Linked DNA regions of Zea mays: regions 1 and 2 are each linked to region 3. The links are chromatin contacts, called in public Hi-C maps. All regions are on one chromosome and are shown on one strand. Each heading gives the region's core, a stretch centred on a gene start, on an enhancer-like site or on the middle of the called end of the contact. The rest is flanking DNA. Distances are from core to core; before and after follow the strand shown.

Evidence for each region. A called contact is a pair of places that touch in the nucleus more often than the background predicts.
Region 1: a contact with region 3 is called in a Hi-C map of bundle sheath, with 4 times the contacts expected there. The contact joins the promoter of LOC103651102 here to the promoter of LOC100281077 in region 3. A contact is called at or near these places in 4 of 25 Hi-C or Micro-C datasets (bundle sheath, leaf and tassel).
Region 2: a Hi-C map of tassel shows a contact between it and region 3, with 4 times the contacts expected there. The contact joins the promoter of LOC100282760 here to the promoter of LOC100281077 in region 3. A contact is called at or near these places in 5 of 25 Hi-C or Micro-C datasets (bundle sheath, ear, leaf and 2 more).

The regions. Positions count from the first base shown.
Region 1 is chr3:192,945,484-192,948,848 of Zm-B73-REFERENCE-NAM-5.0, reverse strand. LOC103651102 (EID1-like F-box protein 3) reads left to right here and starts at 1,927. Exons shown (of 1, transcript XM_008676705.4): 1 at 1,927-3,365. The coding sequence starts at 2,261. The coding sequence ends at 3,349.
Region 2 is chr3:192,972,069-192,975,712 of Zm-B73-REFERENCE-NAM-5.0, reverse strand. It overlaps LOC100282760, which reads left to right and starts at 1,621. Exons shown (of 11, transcript NM_001155666.2): 1 at 1,621-1,992; 2 at 3,255-3,350; 3 at 3,454-3,522. The coding sequence starts at 1,789.
Region 3 is chr3:192,816,825-192,820,445 of Zm-B73-REFERENCE-NAM-5.0, reverse strand. It overlaps LOC100281077, which reads right to left and starts at 2,097. Exons shown (of 1, transcript NM_001153996.2): 1 at 514-2,097. The coding sequence starts at 1,859. The coding sequence ends at 792.

The DNA.
Region 1 (3,365 bases), core at 678-3,177, 130 kb before region 3:
CACTTTTTAAGAAAAATCGATATATATATATATATATAAATTAAGTTTCAAAATTAAATAACAGAACATTTATTTATAGTCAAAATTTTGTTAGTTTGACTAAAACTTTGTCCGAAACGATAAATATTAGGATAAATATTAGGACATCGGAGAAAGTGTATGCCTTTTGGTAGACATAATATTTTAGATCTGGATAATATGCCCACTATCTCATATTATGAAGGTGTAATTTTGGTATAGAATCTACACACAAAACATAGTATATGTTTAGTATAATATGAGAGTTTTTTGTGCTAGATTTTAAAAATCTGAACAAATCAAACATGCTCGTAGAGCCTTCCTGACTTGCTTCAATTTTGCTACGGGTATGAGTGTAAGGAAGGACAAGGGCCGAGCTATAGGTGTACATTCGGGCCGCCCGGTTCAAGCCCGAAAAGACTCGTATTGTTTGAATTTCGGGCCAGTCCGGCCCGTTTCAATTTCGGGCCGTGCCGGACCTGCCCATGGGTCTAGCCATCGGCCCATGGTCCGGCCCGTAATTGCTTAAACGTGCTGGGCTCATTTCGGGCGACCCAAAATTATAAAAGCCCGAAATTCACATTAGGGCCCGGAATTCAGTTTTTGGCCCGAAATTTAGTTTTTGGCTCAAAATTCACATTAGAGCCCCAAATTCAAAATAATAATAATAAAACAAATAAAAGATAAGACGAATAAATTTGAACAAAATCAAACTTAATATTTGTATTAAAGTTACCACAGCTATGTAATGACTACCTCGTTTATAAATCATTTTGTTAGAAGGAAAAAGAGTATAATCAACTCTATACAAAGTTCGTAAGTTCAGTTTATTGTCTAATATTCATAACAAAAGCAAAATTACATCACACACTCTAATTCAAAGCTAAAAAAACATCTAACTAGCATTATCTCTAGCTTTGTGTTTTTATCAAGTATATGAAAGTGTGGAATGAAGTGTGGTTTTAATAAATATATGGGCCTTTTCGTGCCTCTATATGAGCCATTTCGTGCCTGCCTTAAACGGGTCGTGCTCGTGCCCGCCCATGGGTCATGACCTCGGCCCAAACCCGACCCGATATAACGGGCCGTGCCGGCCCGACACTAAATTATTTCGGGCCGTGCCGTGCCTGGGCCGTGCTTTTTTTCCGTGCTTCGGACCGGCCCATCAGACCCGGCTCAAATGTACACCTATAGGCCGAGCGCAAGTAAGAAGGATTTTTCATGCCAAAGAAATAGTAAGGCAAACTATGGTAATAAAATTTATAATTTAATAAATCAGATATAAGGAGCTGACAAGTTTTAGTAGTAAACTAAACAAGAGCTAAAATTAAAACCTAGCAAATCTTTGACGTGGCGTATTTTGAAAGGTACTAACTAATTAAGCTCGGATAGCACAGCAATCAGCCCACCAACCCCCGGAGACGAGCTCTCCAGGGCGCCGCGCCCCCCGCCGGCGAGATATTTTGGCGACCAGCGATAGCAGGGCGGGACAGGGCTTCACGTGTCGTGTCGTGTCGCTCTCCGCGCGCAGCACTCGACGCAAAAGAAAAGGCCTGAATCCGGCAAGCAAAAGAGCTGCGGTGCCGGTGACGATGAAATCAGAATTTGCGCGCGGATGAGATGTTTTGGAAAAGGAGACGTGCTGCCTTGGATGGTCGGCACGCGTCCTCCGCGCGCCAGGACACGCGTCGGCCACGGAGACTCGTCAGGACACGCGTCCACGGAGGAGGCAACAACGCCCTGCTTTCCTGGCACGTGTCCCGCTGGTGGCTCCGTCGTCTTTCCCTCGTCGAGGGCCGGTATGGCTGGATTTGGAAAGGTGGCTGGATTAAGAATTCAATCGGGATAGAGCTCTCGCTATAAACAATGCGAGCGAGCCTGATTGATAGTATAGCGTAGAGCCGTCGCGCGATGTGACGTCCTACAATTGTTATAATAGTGCTAATAATAGTAGTAAGATCTGGCAATTATACGTGCCCGGATCTTCTGTCAGGTAGCTCTCAACAGATGTACCCGCGTAGAGAGAGAGAGAGAGAGTAGTAGCTCTCAACTGCGATTGAGATGCCGCGCATCGCTCCGCATCAGCTGAGATCCATCCTTACGTTGAATTGGCTGTAGTCATTTGTCTTTTAGCGCCGAGCAGATAAGATATTTGGGCGATCGAGGAGAGCATTGACAGGATGGTTCTCGCGTTGGTCGCACCTGCAATCCAGCTAAGCTCACGACTAATTATTGGCACTCGATGCCGGAGTGGCCATTTGTCAAGCGGCGGATGGCGCCACGACACCTTGGCCGGTCGCGTCCTGCCCCGACACCCAAGCCTTTCGGGGAGCACGCGAAGTGGTCAACGACTCGCGTCAGCGACCGCGCGTACAGTATATTATATCTTCTTCATCCCCCCTGCCACTGCCCGCTGCGCGCTCTGCATCGCCTAGGTAGGAGGAGTAGGACTCTCTGGCTTGGGTTGGCAATGAGCGAGGGCGCGCGGAACACGCGCCAGTTCTTCGCCGCGTCGACCAGCGGCAGCGGGAGCAGCAGCGCGACCTACCGGGACGGCGGCGGCGGCATCGGCGTGGCGCGGGCCAGTCTCGTGAACACGGGGATCCTGGACGAGAACGTCCTGGCGCTGGTGTTCCGGTACCTCAACTTCGACCCCAAGGCGCTGTGCACCGTGTCCTGCGTCAGCAGGCGGCTGCGGGCCGTCGCGGAGCGCGTGCTGTGGCGGGAGCTCTGCGTCTCGCGGGCGCCGCGGATGGTGGCCTCGCTCGCGGGCGGCGGCGCGCCCCCGGGGCGCGTCGTGGGCGGGTGGCCGGCGCTGGCCAAGCTGCTCCTCTTCTGCTGCGGCGCGGCGGCGGCGGCCGTGCGGGGCCACTTCACGGGCGTGTCCCGCTTCTCCAAGACGTCCGGCCGGAGCTTCCTGTCGCGCCGGTGCCGGGGCGACCTGCTCTACGTGTCGGACCCCTGCGAGCACGCCGTCCACGGCGCCGACGACGACGTGGGCGCCTACCGCGGCGTGTTCCGGGGATTCACGCGCTCCCGGACGCGCGCGTGCCTGGTGGGGCGCCGGGCCCCGCTGGAGACGCGCGTGCGCTGCCCCTACTGCGGCGCGCGCGTCTGGAGCATGGTGGCGGCCGGGATGGCGCCGCGCAGCGCGTGCCGCAGGCTCGGCGCCCACGAGGGACGCCTCCAGTACTACGTCTGCGTCAGCGGACACCTCCACGGCAACTGCTGGCTCGCGCGCCTCACCTCCAGCGACGCCGATCGCGACGCCGACTCCGAGGATGACGCTTCCACGGAAGGCGGCGACGATGGCGCCCACGTGGCGCCGTAATTCCGGCATATCAAGC
Region 2 (3,644 bases), core at 372-2,871, 160 kb before region 3:
ATAAGGAGAAGTTAAAGCACCTCCAATGGACTCTATTTTTACACTATTTAACTTTTTATCTACCTCGGTATAAAGATTAAACTCTATAGAGCATCTCATTCCAATAATCTCTCTAACAGATAAGTTAGTTAAACTAACTAAGTTTAGCTAGCGAGAGAACCCATTTAGAGAGCCGAATAGCTTAGTGAGTTGGACGACTAATCTATTGAAGAGTTAAAGGGTGTTTGGTTTCTAGGGACTAATGTAAAACCCTTCATTTTATTCCATTTTAGTCTATAAATTGTCAAATATAGAAACTAAAATAAAGTTTTAGTTTCTATATTTAGCAATTTTGGAACTAAAATGGAATAAAATGTAGGGACTAAAAATTAGTCCCTAAAAACCAAACACCCCCTTATTTTACTATTAAGTAGCTAAAATTTAGTTTCATGAGATGCTCTTGTTATACTTTTATATTTAGATCAAATAGTACTAGTATTGACTATTGAATGGTGGAGCTGTGCTGACATTGGGATACATGAAAATAGACATCCTCTTGCATTCATTTTAGCTTTCTTTTCTTATCTTATCTAAAATTACTCTTTTTACATGTTGTACATATCCGTCGGCTATTTTGATGACCTGTCGAAATCAATCTAGCTTATCACCAGACTATCTATATCTAAAGTTATCTTTAACAATTTCTCTATCTTATCTTTTATCTATACATGTCTAAACGGGTGGACCGTGCCGTGCCGGCTCGGCATGAGTCCGCCCTCGGCCGGGCACGTTTAGGCCCATTAGGTTGATGGATCGTGTCGGGCCACCGTGCCACATCTCAGGCTCAAGCGTCCGTTAAGGCTCGCCGTGCTTTGACCGGAGTGGGAAGGAAAATAAGCAAAAAAAAGCCTAAAAACAAGTTTTGAAAGGATTTAAACCCTGTTGGAGTTTTTAAAGTGGTTAGCGGCACCACTCTAGCCAACTAAACCAAATTTATTTTGTGTCTAAACTATTAAAGTTGCTTCTAATATACATAGAAATGCGCTGGGAAATTCAAAAAATGGGCCGTGCTCGGGGCGGCACGACGTGCCACGGCAGCGGCCCAAATCCGACACGAATAACGGACTGTGTCGTGTTCGTGATGGGCTAAAAACGTGCCGTGCCACGGGCCGCCCGACGGGCACAACCCATTTAAACATATATATACTTTTATCTTATTCTTTAAAACTTCAATCTATAAACAGTTTGAATACAATCTAACTCCTATTTTAAAATCTATTATATAAATAATATCGTCTATATTACTCTCTCCGTTTTAAATTAAAATTCGTTTTGCCTTATATAAATGTGGATATAAAAATCTAGAACTAAAACGACTACTAGATTTAAATTAAAATTTGTTTTGCCTTATATATCTAAGTTCATAATCATTTATATGAGTGTGGATATAAAAATTTAGAGCTAAAACGACTACTATTTTAAAATATAAGGGTACAAAACAATGTTTCATACGCTGATTTGTACGATCGGTTGGAGTCACCTGGGGCACAACAACATCTCGCGTCGCGTTCATTCTGCATGCGCTAAGCAGATGGACAACTCCACCTAAACCCGCAGCAAAATTTTCCGAATTCCAAACACATGGCCAAACACATGGTGATGACAAGGAACGCCGAACGCGACCTTGACCGGAGCAGACGTTTGGAGTCTCAGACCAATCGTCATATCCGACCCCATAATTTTATTTCGACATATCAAGTCTAAAGCAAGCGCACTACTCCTCGGATAGCCACGGCAGCAGCAGCAGCCATGGCTTGCTCCGCGCACCTTGTGTCCCAGAGCCTCTACTCGTCCCACCGCGCCAGCCCGGGCGGGCCTAGGAATCTCCGTTCCCAGGGCCGACCGCCGGCGCGGGCGTCTCCCTCTGCGAGGCCTGGCTCAAGGGTCAGTGGCTGCCGGGGTGTCAGCCTGAGAGTCGCCGCGTCGTTCGAGCAGGGAAGGAGGCAAGTGGAGGTAAGCGCCTTTCAAAACCCTCAATTATGAGCGCGAGCGGGGGAATTTGGTAAGGACTGTTCGGATTGCTGGATGAAATGGAGCAAACCGAAGGATTCGGCCGCGCTGTTCGTCTGTTATGCCCTTTGGGAATGCGTGAAATAGGAAACGGGACTTCTTGCCTTGTGCCGAGGCGCGCTTAAGACAGCATGTTTAATAGTCATCCAAAACACTGTTTTGTATTGGTCGTAGAGTGAGGTTTAAATATAAAGATGATAAGTGAGCTGCTGAAAATAGACTACGGTCGTAGGGGTAGAATGAAGTTTAAATATAAAGATGCTGGAGATATACTAAGGCGTCTCCTTTGTTCGGGCGTAGTGCCCCTCACAACAAAACCAAACCACAGGAAAATGCACTTTCTTTGCTTACACGAAACTTGTTTATCTTTCAGCGGTCCCGAAATGTGCTTTCGTCTTATAGGCCCTTCCTTTGTCTAGGCTCCGTATTCCTGTAACTGTAAGGCATCCAAAGTGTTTCCTATGTATTTTTGGGCCTCATATTACGTTTTTCGACCAATCTTAGGCCGTAATATATTCAAATGAAAATTATGATGCAGTTTTCATATCCCATCTCCTATTTCACGTCCTATCTCAAACTTCATTCTACAGTCAGTACTTTATATGACCACATACACGATCTATTATACACAAACATAACATGTTAGTACAATCCGCCACTGATTTCTAAAAGGGATTGATCGATTATTTAGGGCCTGTTTTGTTCCCCTACTAAGTCGGATGTTTGATACTAGTTAGAAGTATTGAATATAGTTTAATTACAAAACTAATTACATAGATAAGAACTAAACGACAAGATGAGTGTTTAAAAAATTGTCTCGTCATTTAATCTTTATCTACATACTTAGTTTTATAATTAGACTATATGTAATACTCATAATTAGCATTAAAGCATTTGATGTGTCACAAACTAAACTTTAGTCCCGGAAACCAAACACCCCCTTAATTACTCTCTCTCTTTTGTTTCCACTTCTAGTTTTTTTTCCTAAATTCTTCCATGATTATTTTTCCCATAGAGTTATGGACATTATTTTGTTAGCTGGCAAGTCCAGAGCGTCTATTGCAACTTTCTTACTATATTATAATGGTGTATAATGTCCTAGTTCGTTTGTTGTTTCCTTTTGTTACCCCTTCAGAGCTATTGTTTTGAGCAACCTGGGCCTACTTTTTGTTTTATAAAAGATATTATTATGGCGTATGTTTTAGGTCTCTTATGACCCACAAGCGAGGTTTAACCAGATAGCAGACCAAATTGACAAGGATGCTGGGATGACACGGCTTAACCTATTCTCACCTTGCAAAGTATGTTATTATCCTTCTTCTGATGATCGATAAGTATTGAAAACGTTTTTGGTTGCTTATTTTGTGCTTTGTATGAAGACTTGTGCATATGTTTGCCATGCAGATTAATGTGTTCTTGAGGATAACGGGCAAGAGACCAGATGGGTTCCATGACCTGGCTTCTCTATTTCATGTGAGCATTTTTGTGCCTGTTTTGTTTTTTTTCCTGCATGAGCGTCATTTAAAAAAGGTGTGTTTTTTGACAATGTATATCATATCTAGCTTTCTCTCGAGTCCTACCAGTTTAGAAGAGAG
Region 3 (3,621 bases), core at 848-3,347:
GCGGATGGGGCACAGCGAGGGGATTTTTTTAACCAAGCCTGAAAATTCGCTCCCGAGGGGAATCGAACCCAGGACTTGGAGGTGCTACTCGGAAGTCCTTAACCACTAGGCTAGAGGCCCTTTCGCTAATTAAAAATATGTTTAATATAGGTATTTACATATAGAGGACGTGATTTAGAGGACGTTGTTGGAGAGAAAGTAGATATAGGAGATGGAATCTTTTAGAGAAGACTGTAAAGGACGGATATAGAGGATGTATATAGAGGACGTTGCTGGAGATAGTCTTAGGCATCAAAGCATCAAACCCATACCGAGGTCAGCTCCGTGGAAATCAACCATGTATCAATCAAGTCACCAACTTTCAGATGGTGTTTGCACCAGGTGTCCAGGTCTCCTGCGCAATGTCCACTGGATTCTGATAATCAGTACTCGGTCGAAATTGCACTTCTTTTTGACCCAGTGGGTCCAATTTTTTATGTATTAGCAAGACAATCGACCAATCACAGCAATACAGATAAAATGCAAACAGTTTTGCTTACTGTTTAATGGTAGTAACAGCTACAACTGGCCCCAAAAAAAAGACAAAAAATTGCTCATACATATATATTTTTTTTCACATGTTCGACACAAAGCTTGCATCTTTCCCGTGCTTATTTCCTTGGTACCACCAGATCAAGTCAAAGACAAGAAATGAACAAATTTTGCATCAAACGTGTAAGGGTTGGATCACATATTTGGAGTACACTGGGTTCAGAACCGAGCGAATTGGATCATGAGATCCGGCACACTCGCTAGGCCTGGTTGTCAGTCTTGCGGTCGCCGTGCGAGTCGCGCTCCTGCAGCAGCGACCCGGCCTCCTCGTCGGCCTGCGCCGCCTTCTTCTGCGCCTCCTTGGCCTTGAGCGCCTGCAGCTTGACGTGGTTGTAGTATCCCACCCCGAGGAAGGCGATCCCGTAGCCGAAGAGGTTGATGGGGGTGACGGTGTCGCGGATGACGGACCAGGAGAAGGCGATGAGCAGCCAGTCCTTGACGACGCCGGCGACGTTCATGGTGAGAGCCGACGTCTTGCCGACGAGCAGGAAGACGGCGAGGTTGAGCGCGAAGGCGCAGAGGGAGTTGGTGCCGAAGACGAAGAGGTCCGGCTGGAAGATGCCGACGGCGCGCAGCCTGGGCAGCTCGACGAAGACCCAGGGCACGACGAGGAAAGCGAGGCAGCAGGGCGCGACGTAGTAGAGCGAGGTGATGGGGTTGAGGGAGATGCCCTTGGAGGTGAGGAGGATCTGGATGAGGACGAGGCGCGTGGCCTCGAAGGCGACGGCGGCGAGCTGCAGGGCGACGCCGCGGGCGTCGAAGCGGGCCTCTCCGTAGGCGGCGATGGCGACGCCGAACGAGATGGAGAGCATGTTGAGCATGGCGGAGGACTTGAAGGTCTCCTTCTTGAAGAGGACCCCGATGGAGTAGACGGCGACGGGCATGAGCGCCTTGAGCATCTGGATGAAGGAGACGGAGAGGTAGATGTAGGCGGAGTTGGAGAACCAGAGCGAGAGCGAGTAGAGCGCGCCGATAGGGAGCACGGAGGAGACGTAGAGCTGCGACGTCATGGCGGGCGAGGACGGGAGGTCGACGACGCGGAGGACGCGGACGAGCGCCACGGCGAGGGAGGAGCAGAAGGCCATGTGCACCATGGTGAGGGAGATGGGGAAGGGCCAGTTGTACATCTTGGGGTCGAGGATGTACTTGTTGTAGACGATCACGGAGAAGGAGAGGAAGATCCACACCGCCACGTACATGTACGAGACCAGGACCTTGCGGATCACCGACTCCGACATGCCGCCGTCGCTGGCCCCTTCCTTGCCCATGGCTGGCCTCTGGCCCCCCGCTTCCTCGCGCTGCACCGGTGAGGGGGCGCGGAGGCGGTGGATCTCGACTCTCGACTGGGAGGGAGATCTGGAAGGAACGAAGGAAGGGAGGAGGAGGAGGAGGAGGAGGAGCCGAGGACGCGGATCTGAGAGTGAGAGGGCAGAGGAGGTAGGTGACCGGGGAATTTGGAGCGCGCCCGGGTTCTAGCAGACTTGGGTCTTGAGCGGAGGAGGGTGCTGGCCACATGGACATGCGTTGATGCTTCGGTGGAATTTTTATATCAACTTATTTTTAGGTCGTGTGTTTGGGAGAGCTTCAGTAGATTTAGCTCCACGAGTTGTAGGATAAATTTTTTAAAAATAGAGGTAAATTTTATAAGAATTTTGGAGAAGGTGCTTCAAAAACAATATTTTCAGACATCATCATGAAGTTGTAAAAAATTACATACCATAACATTGACTATATGATTTACTGATTCATGTTTCTTTCTCCATAAAAATGAGTGAAGCCATATCCAGATTTACAAAATTGTGCTAGAGACGTTCCTTCATCTAAACATGTTTCTTTCTTGTGTTTTTTCTCACGTACTCCCTTGATACACCTTGAAATACAGATTATTTATGTGGATTTTACGTGACTTTATTATACTTGATCTCAGCTGACAAGGCTTCCGGCCTTCCAGGAAATGTAGTAAGGATGTGCGTGCCTTTCACCTAATTCAGACGGAAACCCTCCTTCCACCCAAAGCGTGGGCCTCGTGGATCCTCCTCACCAAACCGGGCTCCGTCTCCGTTGTCCCCACCGTGCCGAACCATTAAGCAATCAGCAGCAGCGACAAACGACCGAGCAAGGAGCGACACTGACACGCGCGCCGGGCAAGCTTGCCCGCTTCCGCGTGGAAAAACAGAGACCAGTTTGGCAAGCTGGCGAGGGCGACGCCTATACGGCCTTGGCGGGCGGCGGCTACCGCCAGACCGTAGCGCGGTGCGGGTGCTGCGCAGCTCGGCAGCAGGAAAACGATGCAGCTGATGAATAGGGCAAGCGAGGTTGGCGGTGAGCCGGTGACCGACACCGACCGCTGTATGGGCTGCGGCGAGTTCGGTCTTCGGTGACAATGCAAGGATCGATCGCGCGGTGGTAGCCCCGCGTGTGGTTAAGGCCGCAGCGTTGTCTCTCACTCTCTGGTGAGTGGTAAAAGGCCGCCCGAGGTACGTAACGTGCGCAGGAGGAAAAACTGTTGATAGCAGCTGAGCACCAAGACGGAGCCTTTCGTTATGTTCCACTACCGGAGGCAAAGCTTCATGGAGGCCTGGGCAGCTGACCTCTTTTAGTTTCGCCTTGACGAGGACAGCGTACCGCCCGGCACCTGCTGCCGATGCTGATGCGCTGCGACTCCAGCGCTCGAGTTTCCTTCAACAGTTCGCGTCATTGCATTGTACTGTGCTGTGATGTACTGTACTGTAACTGTTTCTGTTGCCTGATAGGCGATGGCCGATGCACGTAGCATCTCCGCTGCGCGCCCTGTTCAGTGCCTTGGCTACGACCTGATCGGGTCATCGCTCTCCACGACGACGGGAGAGTGATTTCTTGTTAGATGATGAAGCACTTTCAAGATTAAATCAATTCCCAAACTAACTGCTACATAAATTAGATATGCAGCCAAAAAAAGGTATTATATACAAATAGTAAATTAAACGTGAGCGACAAACTTATCATGTTTTTTTTATCACGGGTATCATAGATCAACTTGATATCATAGAT